Regions from separate parts of the Macaca mulatta genome. Here region 1 is linked to region 2. Evidence: chromatin contacts called from public Hi-C data. All regions are on one chromosome and are shown on one strand. The core of a region is the stretch at or near the end of the contact, and the rest is flanking DNA. Distances in the headings are between cores, read along the strand shown.

The links. Hi-C and Micro-C count contacts between places; a contact is called where the count stands out from the background.
Region 1: a Hi-C map of fetal cortex germinal zone shows a contact between it and region 2, with 2.0 times the contacts expected there. The contact joins the promoter of GADD45A here to the enhancer-like site in region 2. A contact is called at or near these places in 6 of 14 Hi-C or Micro-C datasets (blood, fetal cortex germinal zone, fibroblasts and 2 more).

What each region holds. Positions count from the first base shown.
Region 1 is chr1:172,919,878-172,925,368 of T2T-MMU8v2.0, forward strand. It overlaps GADD45A (growth arrest and DNA damage inducible alpha), which reads right to left and starts at 3,294. Exons shown (of 4, transcript NM_001261305.1): 1 at 3,025-3,294; 2 at 2,437-2,538; 3 at 1,961-2,198; 4 at 232-886. The coding sequence starts at 3,068. The coding sequence ends at 773.
Region 2 is chr1:172,857,040-172,862,873 of T2T-MMU8v2.0, forward strand. All of the region lies in intron 2 of GNG12 (G protein subunit gamma 12), which reads left to right. Among named protein-coding and RNA genes, the nearest start is that of GADD45A, 63 kb to the right of the region's middle. Within about 2 kb of position 1,907, at least 6 of the 40 cell types and tissues checked have an H3K27ac peak or open chromatin away from gene starts, as enhancers often do.

The DNA.
Region 1 (5,491 bases), core at 2,044-4,543, 64 kb after region 2:
CAACCTTTTGTGTATAATCTTATTTTGGCACTACTATCATTGATCTTTAATTATTCAAATTTTGCAAGCTGAATCTCTAACCATCCCTTTTTCCTAACTCCAACTCCTTTAAGTCATGTGCTTTCTGACTATAGACCTGGTATAGAGCAGAGCGTCAGTAAAATGTTTTAAAAAGTACGAGTTAAAAGAAACAAGAGCACACAATAGGAAATGATGCAATTATTCATACCAGTTTATTGTAGGTATTGTGTTTCAAAAAAATTTATAGCATAAATAACTTTTCATGTCATAAAATAACTTAGTAGAATTTATAATAAAACTTTGAGAATTTAATATCTCATCAAAATACAATAAAATATGGTTTTCAAATATGATTAACCCTTTAGGCTTTTCTTTTACTTGAGGGCATATAAACCAAAAATACCCAAACTATGGCTATACTTTTAAACTTTAACAGATTTGGTTTATTTTAATGTAACTCAACCATTCTAAATTAATACATAGTTTTCCTTCCTGCATGGTTCTTTGTAATTTTTGTTCCTTTTGACTTATTTTTCTGTTTCAACACAGCTTCCTTCTTCATTTTCACCTCTTTCCATCTGCAAAGTCATCTATCTCCGGGCCCCCAGAACATGTAGTTGAACTCACTCAGCCCCTTGACATCAGTTTCTGTAATCCTTGCATCAGTGTAGGGAGTAACTGCTTGAGTAACTACAAAGGTATTTCAAAAACTTCAGTGCAATTTGGTTCAGTTATTTTCATTCAGATGCCATCACCGTTCAGGGAGATTAATCACCGGAACCCACTGATCCATGTAGCGACTTTCCCGGCAAAAACAAATAAGTTGACTTAAGGCAGGATCCTTCCATTGAGATGAATGTGGATTCTGGAAACAAATTTAGAAAAATAAACTTATTTTTAAAAAATCGATATTTGCTAGTATTACACTTTTGAGGAGAAGACACTTGAATATTCTATATTTTGGCTACATGACATGGAGACAAATTAGAAGCACAAAAAATTAAAGTTTCTTCAAAGTAGTTGGGTTCCGTGCAAAATCGTTAAGGGTAATTACCTATTAAACTACACACTGCAAAGTCTGAACCCATGCAACCCAAGCTGAACCACATACATATGTTTGCATATCTGTTCAGTTTTGCATGAGAGTATCATTCACGGGTTTGCTCTACCAAACTTGTTACCCTGACCTGAGTGAAACAGTTTTGAGAAAGATTTCCATGCTGTGTGCACAATGAGATGAGCTGCACAGCAGTTAACTGGAATTGGCATCAACTCTACTCCCAAGAGACAGAGTAGTACTTTTAAGGAGTAGCAAAATAATCCGGCTGTCACTTGACTAGACCAGTCAAAAAGCAAAATTTAGAAGACAAAAGTAGCACACTTATCCCTGAAAACATAACTTCCCTACCTACCAAAGGTTTTTATCAGAAGAGAAAAAAAAAAAAAAGGCCCATTAAAAAAATGCAAGATTGCAGAGAAAAAAATTCCACTCTATCCTCTTAATGTATTTCTACGGAATTAACAAGGTTTGTCTCCTACACAATTTCTATTTTTAGCTCTGACTGGCAGAGAATGAAGCTGACTCCTTAATGAGGGGTGAGCCAGGAATTCATTTGGCTTTATCTAATCTGCCCTGCTAAAGGAATTAGTCACGGGAGGCAATGCAGATGTAGGTAGGGAGTAGCTGGGCTGACTGCTGACTCACAGGGATCTCTTCCGCTGCTGGCAGTCCCCAGCATGCTTAGACATGTTCTGTACCACAGATTATCCTGATGATGAAACTAGTACATCTCGGCTGAAAGTCCAGCCACACTCTCGTGGGGCAAAGGCAGCACCCTCCTGACCCAAACCTACCCCAGATCCACAATCAGGCGACCCAGCCCTGACTCCCGTCCTTCCGGGGCTCTACCCCGCAGGCTGCAGTCCCCCTGCCCCTTACCGTCACCAGCACGCAGTGCAGGTCCGGGGGCTGCTCGGCGCCCTCGGTCGCCGCGGGGCCAGCGTCGGTCTCCAAGAGCAGGAGCTCCGCCAGCCGGCCCGGGTTGCTGACGCGCAGGATGTTGATGTCGTTCTCGCAGCAGAACGCCTGGATCAGGGTGAAGTGGATCTGCAGAGCCACATCTCGGTCGTCGTCCTCGTCCGCCGCCAGCAGGCACAACACCACGTTATCGGGGTCGCTGGGGGCAGCGGGCGGGGCCAGTGAGCGCAGAACCGCGGACGCCCTCAACCCCTGCCTGGGTCTCCGGGGGTCGCCGCCCGGCCAGCTCGCCCCCTCCCCTCCGGGACAGGCAGCCGCGGGGGCAGAAGAAAAGCGACAGGAAGTGGCGCGGCCGGGCGAGGGGCGCCCAGCCAAGGCGACCTCCCGGGCTAGGGCGGGAAGGGGTGCCACGGGAGACGCGCAAGGGCCCCACTTACACGTTGAGCAGTTTGGCCGCTTCGTACACCCCGACAGTGATCGTGCGCTGACTCAGGGCTTTGCTGAGCACTTCCTCCAGGGCATCCCCCACCTTATCCATCCTACACGCGGGCAAGGGCGAGGGGTCCCGTCAGCCCCAGTGCCCTCGGGCCCATCGCCGCCCCCATTGCCCGGCACCACGCCCCTCCCTCTCGAATGCAAGCACCACCGCGCACCTGGGCTCTCCGAAAACCCGGCGCTCCCGCGGCCCCGTCACCCCCCATGACCCCTGCACGCCCAAGGACCGGGCGTCCCGTGAGAAGTCCCGAGAGTGCCCCTGCCACAGGCTGCCAGCCCCGGGAGCCGCACGGGTAGCGACGGCCACTGCTGCCCTTTGCAAAGGCCCCGGCGGGGCTCGTTCGGGTTGCGGGGCATGCTCTTTCAGTCCGCGGACGCTACACGGAGAGTCCCGAGGGAGCAAGGGCGGGAGTTGCCCTGTGCAAACTTTTCTGCTTCCTCCCCTGCAAACCTTCCACAGCCCGCCTGCACCCGGGAGCGCGGGATAGGTGAGAGAAGTTCGGGCCGGAAGAGTCCGCAGGCCGATTTACCTTTCGGTCTTCTGCTCTCCAGCCGAGAATTCCTCCAAAGTCATATTGCAAACTGCAGGTCGCCCACGGAGAGAGCGCGGCGTGCGGGCTGCTCCTGCCACGGCGAGCGCGCCAGCGCCTGCTTTCTGCACTCACTCACAGGCGCCGCGCCGGGAGCTCAGGCCCCGGCGCTGTCCGGCCGCCCCACGCCCGCCCGGGCTCCTCCTCCTGTGCCAGCCGCCGCAGCTTCGGCCACCCCTCCCGCCCCGCTTGCTCGTTCGCTCGCTCTCCGGCCCTCGCCTCGCCACCGGCCGCACGACACTAATTGGGCAGCTGCCTCCCAGCCACTGCTTACCAGCCACTGGAGGACAAAGGGCCCCGCTCGTCGGCGTTATCCTGCCAACCCTCAGCCAACCACCTTCCGCCTCATTTGCATGCATCTTGGCCATTGGGCTATGCAAATCAGCCTGCTCCGGCAATTTGACCCTAGCTCCTGGAGTCAGGTTGAGAGGAGCGGAAAAGGGAGGAGCCACGCGGGAGGCGAGCCGAGGGGGCGGGGGCGGGGGCGGGGACGGGGGCGGTGCAGAGAGAGGAAGGCGGGTCCCGCGCGCTCTCTTATCCGGTTGGCGGGGACCACTGGGAGTGGAGGGCTTCAGCAGAGGCGGGAGGTGGCATTGGCTTGGGCTGAAGCAGGCTGCCAAGTGTTTTTTTATAATAGTCGCGGCACTTTTTTCTTATTATCGTTTCATGCCTTTTGTTTTAAGGGGTGGCTATTAAAATCTATTTCCAGGGTTAATGCACCGAAGTCTAGTAATTATTAGTAAGCAGTTTACATTAAAAAAGTGTCTCCAGACCTCCGGGGCAAAGTTTACCTCAGAAGTGTTGTTTATCTAAGTCTAGGCGAAGCTGCTTATTAGCAGTAGTATTATTTCGGTGCCCTGATGGCTGGTTTGATTTATTTTTGGAAAGCTGCAAGGGTTGGAAGCTCAAAAAAGAAAAACCAACCCGTTTGTATTCAGGGATGGCAGGGAACCAAGTTGGAGTCTTTTCCACAGAATGCAGAACGGTTTCCCACCTGCCCGCTGTAACTGGGAAATCGTGAGCTGGTCTGCGTGGGGAGCTGCTGACCACATGTGGGAATCCCTGGCAACCCAGATTCTCCTTTCTCAAAGAGCCTTGCCCAAACAAGGATCCTTCTGGACGCCCACCAGTCGAGAGACAACCATCTGACACCCACACAGCCCACAAGTCTAAATTCAAAATGCTCTTGATATGCCCTAAGCTTCCTTTCCTAACGTATGTATGTCACTACCTTCCACAGAGAGCCTCCTGTGTGATCTCACTGTGAATTATTGATGTTAGATGCTGAATCATGAAGCCGTAACTATAGGAAGTTTTTAGTCATATGCTAAAATTTCACCTTTGAGATAATGGCAACTTGCAGGTGGAAAGCAGACCTTTAAAACTGCAAATGGTAGTTACACATTTTGAAAAACAAACTTTAATATATAGACTCTCACTGAGTAGTTCAAAAGTCCCTTCCTTTGTTTTATGGTTTATGCAATAAATGCAAAAACATTTCTTAAACCTACTGAAGTCACCAAAAGTGGTGAAAACGGCTCCCACATGCTTGCATTCAAAACAGTGCTTGCATTATTAAGGTTGCTGTACAGCCAAAGGTCACAGAAGTAATTTTTTGCAAAGGTCACCTGGGAGTTTTGCACCCTTATGTTTTTATCACTCTAGACAAAATATTCTCCAGCTCTCTTGATCTTAATTTGGTAGAAAAGAAAAGTGATAGGTTTTTCTGGTTCATATATTTGAGTTGTCATTTTGCACTCATTTTTTAACTGCGTTGTCAGCCAGGGACAACCTTTGAGTAAAGAAATGGTCATGGTCAGTGCATAATTCACCCAAGAATGCTTATGTATCTCGTGTCTGTGCCTTAAATCTTCACATTTGATGTGTTTCTTAAAGAATTCCTCAACATTGAAATTTAGGTAGGTTACCAAAGCATTTTCAGTTTTGCAGACAAAACCTGAATTACACAATCTAGCCTGAGTCATCATTTGACGATTGTTAATATGTTCCGTGGAACTCCAAGGTTCTATCCACTAGGCATTTCTTAGAGGTTCTTGGGAAGCAAATATGATCACAGCAAGCTGACAAAGAATTAGGGAATCATGTGAGTTTCTTGACAGCAAGGACTTCATCAGTTTGGTGTCCTCAGCTCCTAGCACAATACCTACATTTAGTAGAAGCACAGTCAAGATTTATTGAGTTGAATAGAATCTGAGAGTTAAATAAGATATCAGAATCCTGCAGTCCTGTGCATTGCATGACTTCCCACATATTCCACATTTAACGTTAGTTCAAAAACACTTTTTCCTGTCCTCCTCTATACCAAGAACTGTACAATTCCTGGTCCTTTGCCTTTAAAAAGCTTAGGCTCTAATTGGTATGTCCACGCTTGAACTGGATTTTGGGA
Region 2 (5,834 bases), core at 657-3,156:
CTGGCAGTCTAATGTGAGTCTGAGGCATATAAGAGAGCTCAGTGAGACCACATATAAGTAGGTATAGGATATTCCGAGGAATAAGTGGGCCTGGAAACCTAAGCCCCAGTTATAACACTGTTTCTATGGGAAAATATGCTCCATAAATACCTTCTTTGAAACCAACTTTTGAAACCCTGCTGATTTGTAAGTTGGGGGCTAATGATATAAAATGATCACCTACTGATCTGTAAAATTGTCAGCACTAGTCTGTCATCAAGCATTTATTGAGTAACTGCTGGGTGGATTGCACCGTGATAAGCATAGCAGGGTAAAACAAAAGAATTACAGGAGTGTTTCTGCCCTTAAAAAGCGTGCACCTCGTTGGAGAGAGAAAACCTGCATACAAAGCAACCTGAGAACTTTTACAATGCCTGAGCCCACAAAGCAGGAGGCCTGCAGGCAGCAGTGTGAAAGAGGAATGTGAGGCAAGTGTGGTGAATCAGGAAAATGTGGGGTTCCACTGGCAAAGCATGTTCCCTATTCGTTTATAATCCCCAGAGGCACACCAAAGGCTCTCTCATTTTTCCTGGAGAGCCTCACACAAGCATGAAGCAGTAGCTGCAGTGAATGTCATATGATCCTGGCGTGCCAAGCAATTTGAAACTAGAAATGGCATGTGGTATTACCTTATTAGGAAAGGTTCAGGCTTTTTTCCTCTTTCTGCTTCGTTTTTGTTGTTTAAAGGAAGATAGGTTGCTGGCAGGCTGGGCAGTGGGTACCTTCTGTCCCCAGAGTTTCAGTTCTGAAGCACACCCTGGTGAATCAGAGCCTTTCTCAGAGTGCCCAAGGTTTGGAGCCCAACTTTGTGTTTTTGTGTAATTTTCTGGGAGAGTCTGTAGATGGGACAGTTCCTAACCAGTGACTCAGCACCTGACAGGCAGAGTCCTTACCTTATTTGTCAGGCAGAGCTGTTGCTTTTCATTTCTCTCAAGCCTTGAGGTCTCCAAAAGGGAGAAGGGAGATCAGGAGAGGGGAACAAGTTGTGGGTAAAATTCCCGGAGTCTGGGGCTGTGGTGCATCCCACTGGGAATGCCGATAGCCTGTGGAGAGAAGCGTGTGGCTGAGGCTGCCTTGCCGGGTGAGGCATCCAGATCAACCAGTCTGTCCTGACCAGAGGCTCCTAAAATAAGCCCTTTGCTCTGTTCTGCAGGCTGCCTCTGAGACGTGCTTCCTGGGGGCTGCAATCAGCTAACAATTGTACCCAGTCCCTTCCTCCTGGTACTGTCTTTTAGCTTTGAGAAGCACTGAATCCTTGTTACTATACATGCAGTGGCGGAAAGGATGACATTTCTCCTCAAAGAATTTGCATCATCATCAGTAGCAGCAAACATTTATTGAGCGCTTACTGTGTTCCAGGCACTCCATGTGCTTTGTCTCATTTAATTCCCTTTACAGCCCTGGAAGGGCTTTTCTTTACCATTAAAACTCCTAATACTGTTATCTTAAAGTAATAATTTTACCCTAATGTAAAGTTCCATTTTGCAGGTGAAAAAAACGGAGGTTTAGGGGAAGGTTAAGCAACCTATCCATAGTCTCACCATGTGCAAATGACAAAGGCAGGATGTGAACCCAAATCTGTCTGCCTCCAAATTAGCAGACTGTTCTTAGACCTTTTTATTTGCAGTTACTGTAAGTAATGTCTATAGACCTTACTTCTGCTTTATTCTCCTGCATTATTCAGGAAGAAATGGAGGGTTTGGTTGTTTCCCCCACCCCCCCCTCCAGGGGAGCGGGAAGAGGGAAAGGCCTTGGAAAATAAGTCAGAGATGATTTTTTTTAAAGGAGAGTTTGTAAGGTAAGTGTTGAGTTGGCCAACCGAAAGGGAGAGGCTATTCTGGACTTCACATGTGTTACGGAAGAATGTGTGGTAATGAGTGGGAGAAACAGAAAGTAAACCAGGACAGGGCAGGATCAAATAGAAGGAAATGTGATAGCAAAGAAAGGGGCAGTCCTGCCTCCAAAAGTAGCATGTTAATGATTAGCACTCTGCAGACTTTTCAGATCTCACATGCTCTCAGCAGTATTCAGAACTCCCTTGTTTTGGGGGAGAGTTTTGCTTTCCAAAACACAAAACCATGACATTTAATTCTGAGTTTCTGTAGGGACTGGATGAAATCACCACTGGAAAAACAAGAATGGCAGTGCATATTAATTATTTCAGGAACTCTTCGAGGGTGCAAATAAAACAGCTGCCATCCCAAGAGACGCTGTACTTCTTCCTCCACCCTCTCTTCTTCTTGTCCCCCAAAGCCCTGATTTCTGCTTTTTGTGCCCTTCTTGCTACTTCTTTTAAAGAACTCATATCCCTTGTGTTCACTGAAGAGAAAAATGCATGCAAGAGATTATAGTTTTTTTTTTTATAAAGCATGTTACATCTTCCCAGTAGCCTATGGTATGGTTTCAGGACTACTCTGATTTTCATATCTGATTGACCTTTGATTGGTAGCCACCAAACTCTGGAAAGCTAAGAATTTCTTGATCTGTAACCAAACTCCCAAACGCTCAGAACTTCCACTTTTCAAAGGAAACATATTACAAATAGAAAACTCCTTTGAAAAGTGAATTGTAGCCCACTCTTTAGGTTCTCTCCTTTCCCTGCCCCCAAGAAAGGAAAGTTCTTTATCTCTCTGCCTTTTCTCTCCCTGACCCCCTCCCCCATGCAGACTAACAGGCTCTTGTTCTGATATAGAATGTTCTGTAATTATTTGTTCTCTGAAGATTAGGATAATAAAACATTTCAGCCACCCTCTTTTGGATTCCCACTTTGCCCCTGTGAATAGAACTATTCCCCACCATCCTCATAGCCAGCAGCCTCAAGTCCCACAATAGCTCTGCCTTGGCACAGGGAGCCAACATTGTTTGCATAGCATACGTTCCTGGACAATTAGAAGATCTAGTTTAACCTTCAGAGCATCTCCATCAGTTTGTGGGTGTTTGTTCCGGGGAAAGGAGGAGAGATAGTGACTTTTGTGGTCCACACATGATGCCACCCACACACAAGTCCAAATCTTTATAGTCTAGAGATGAGCTGAAAATTGTGTTGCTAAAGTTCACATGTAAAATCAAACTTTTTAGGTACTTCAGTCTTTCTGTCCAGAAGGAGATAGCATTAATACTTGCTTCTTATAACACTACTCACCCACCTCATTCTCATTAAGTGAAAGCTTTTTTAAAATAGCCCAATTTCATGTGAAATTAATATTCATTAATCAAGATACTATAATAGCACACCTTTCTGAAAATACATTCTGGTTATGATTGATGCCTGATGAGGGAGGCTTTAAAACTCTTATTCCAAAGATGATACAGTCTTGGGCCATCGAACACTCAATAGATTTTTTATGGTTTGGGCGCGGTGGCTCTTGCCTGTAATCCCAGCACTTCAGGAGGCTGAGGTGGGCAAATCACTTGAGGTCAGGAGTTCGAGATCAGCCTGGCCAGTATGGTGAAACCCCATCTCCACTAAAAATACAAAAGTTAGCTGGGCATGATGGCACACCCCTGTAGTCCCAGCTACTTGGGAGGCTGAGGCAGGACAATCACTTGAACCCGGGAAGCAGAGGTTGCAGTGAGCTGAGACCGTGCCGTTGCACTCCAGCCTGGGCAACAGAGTGAGAGTCCGTCTCAAAAAAAAAAAAAAAAAAAAAAAAAAAAGATTCCTTATGCTTTGAAAACTGCATGTTAGGAATTATTTGCAGTTTTGTGTGCATAGAAGTTGGATCCCAAAATGACATCAGGAAAGATAGGAGTAACTAAGTTGAAACTCGCCAGTTTTTCTTCTACTTATTTATAGTGAATTATAGCACAGCCCCTGCCACGAAAAACACACACACACACACACATACACACACACACACTTTTAAAGTGTATTATTTGCTTTAGAAATGTTTAGCTGCCTTTCACTTTCAAACTGGAATTTAAGCCTTCTACATCATATTACCCCCCTTCTGTTGTCTCTTTTCACCTTTCCTCAGATTCTGAGAGAATAAATATTTTAGAACTTTGGAATCAAAATAAAATGGCAACCTCCTTGAATTACTTACTAATACTCTCTGGGTCTTAAGCATAATTTTTTGCACATAATTTAAAAATCAAAACACCAACTGGTGTATTTAAGCCAAACTCCCTATTTTTAGAACAGTATATTTTAGACGGCAGATTTTATTTTAGACCACAGGGATGGAGAGTAATGAGGGAAGCTCCTGGGCACTTCTCCGTCCCTTGGGGAAGAGCTGGTGTGACCACCTCCCCCACCCCCATAGCTCCCTCCAAATGCCTTCCTCAGCACAAGCCACTTCCGTGCCTTCATGAATTGGTTGCTGGGAAGAAAGGATGTTGCTTAGTTTAAAAAATATATATATATATTTGGTAACTTTCCTTTTGATTCTGGTGAATTTAAGTGCTCATTGAGCTAGAGGGGAAAGTGGGGACTTTTTAAAAGATAAGAATAGAAGAGAAAAGTTTCTTTATTCTTGCATGAATCAACTTAACTATGCCTTTGTCAGCAGGTAGTTTATTGGAGAGTCAATTAAAAAAGAAGGCTCTGGCCTTTAATTATCTCGGTTGGTATTCAGCTTTAGAAAGTCTGTGGACCTGCTGAGTATGTTAATTTAACAACCCTGTAGTATCTTAACTCGGCCATTTCTCCGCCCAAACCACCTCTCCAGAGAAAAGAATTTAGAGGAGTCAGATGATACAATACACCAAGAGTCCTACATACCTTGTTTCTTAAGACTTTGGACTTTCATTAATATCTTTAGGTAAGTCTGTTTGCTTCTCATGTAACTTCAGAGTCATGTATTCATTGGTTCATGTATTCATACTTTCCACAAATGCAGTCAGTAAGTATTTATTAAGTACTGACTCTACCAGCTGCAGGGATGTAGACAGAGATGTCCCTGCTTTCAGAAACCTTGGCTTCTAGGGGGATGGAGAAACAAGTAACAAACAAGGAAAACTCCATCAGACAGTGGTAGGTGCTGCACGTCATTTCCACGAACGTCTATTTATGTATGTCTTTATTTATTTTTTAGATTTTTACAGTGACTTGGAAACCACGAATACTTACTAAGTATCCACCTGTTGCCCAGCAAAGGACATGCCCGTGGAGAGCTCTGTTTGCAAAGGGGCTCTAACCTTCCCTTTCTTACTTGCCCTCAACCCTGTGAAATAAGGGGACAGACACCATTTTCTCCATTTTAGAAGAAATAGGGATGCAAAGAAATAAAGCAGTTTCGTCCAAAGTTATAAAATTCGTATATGGGAGAACCAGACCCTGTGGGGCTTGGACGCCATTTCTGGCTCTTTCCTTCCCCATGCCATGCTGCCTGGTCACTGGGGCAGCTTTTCACCTGGGAAGAAGCAGGGCCCAGAAGAGTGAAATGCTGTCTCCAAGTCACATAGGAATTCATGTCAGATCTGAAACTAAAGTCCAGGACTCTTCCAAATGTATTCTTCACATCAGCAATTCAGATGGAAAGCTATCAGGTCCCACAGCAGTGTTTGTGGTGGGCTTGCTACGTTGGCCACTGCGAGAGTTGATTTATATAAGTTTTCCATGATGACACATCTATTACCCTGGTTTATTTGTCGTCTGTATATTAAGTGCCCATGTAAGAGAAAGTTTTACATTTTTGTTTATTTCACACACTTAAGTAAATATTTACCATGTGCCAAGCACTGTGCTAAACACTTTACAAATACTAGTACATTCATTCTTCAATACAATCCAGTAGGATAGGTGCAATTATTATTCGCATCTTACAGATACTGAAAGAGGTACAGAGAAAATA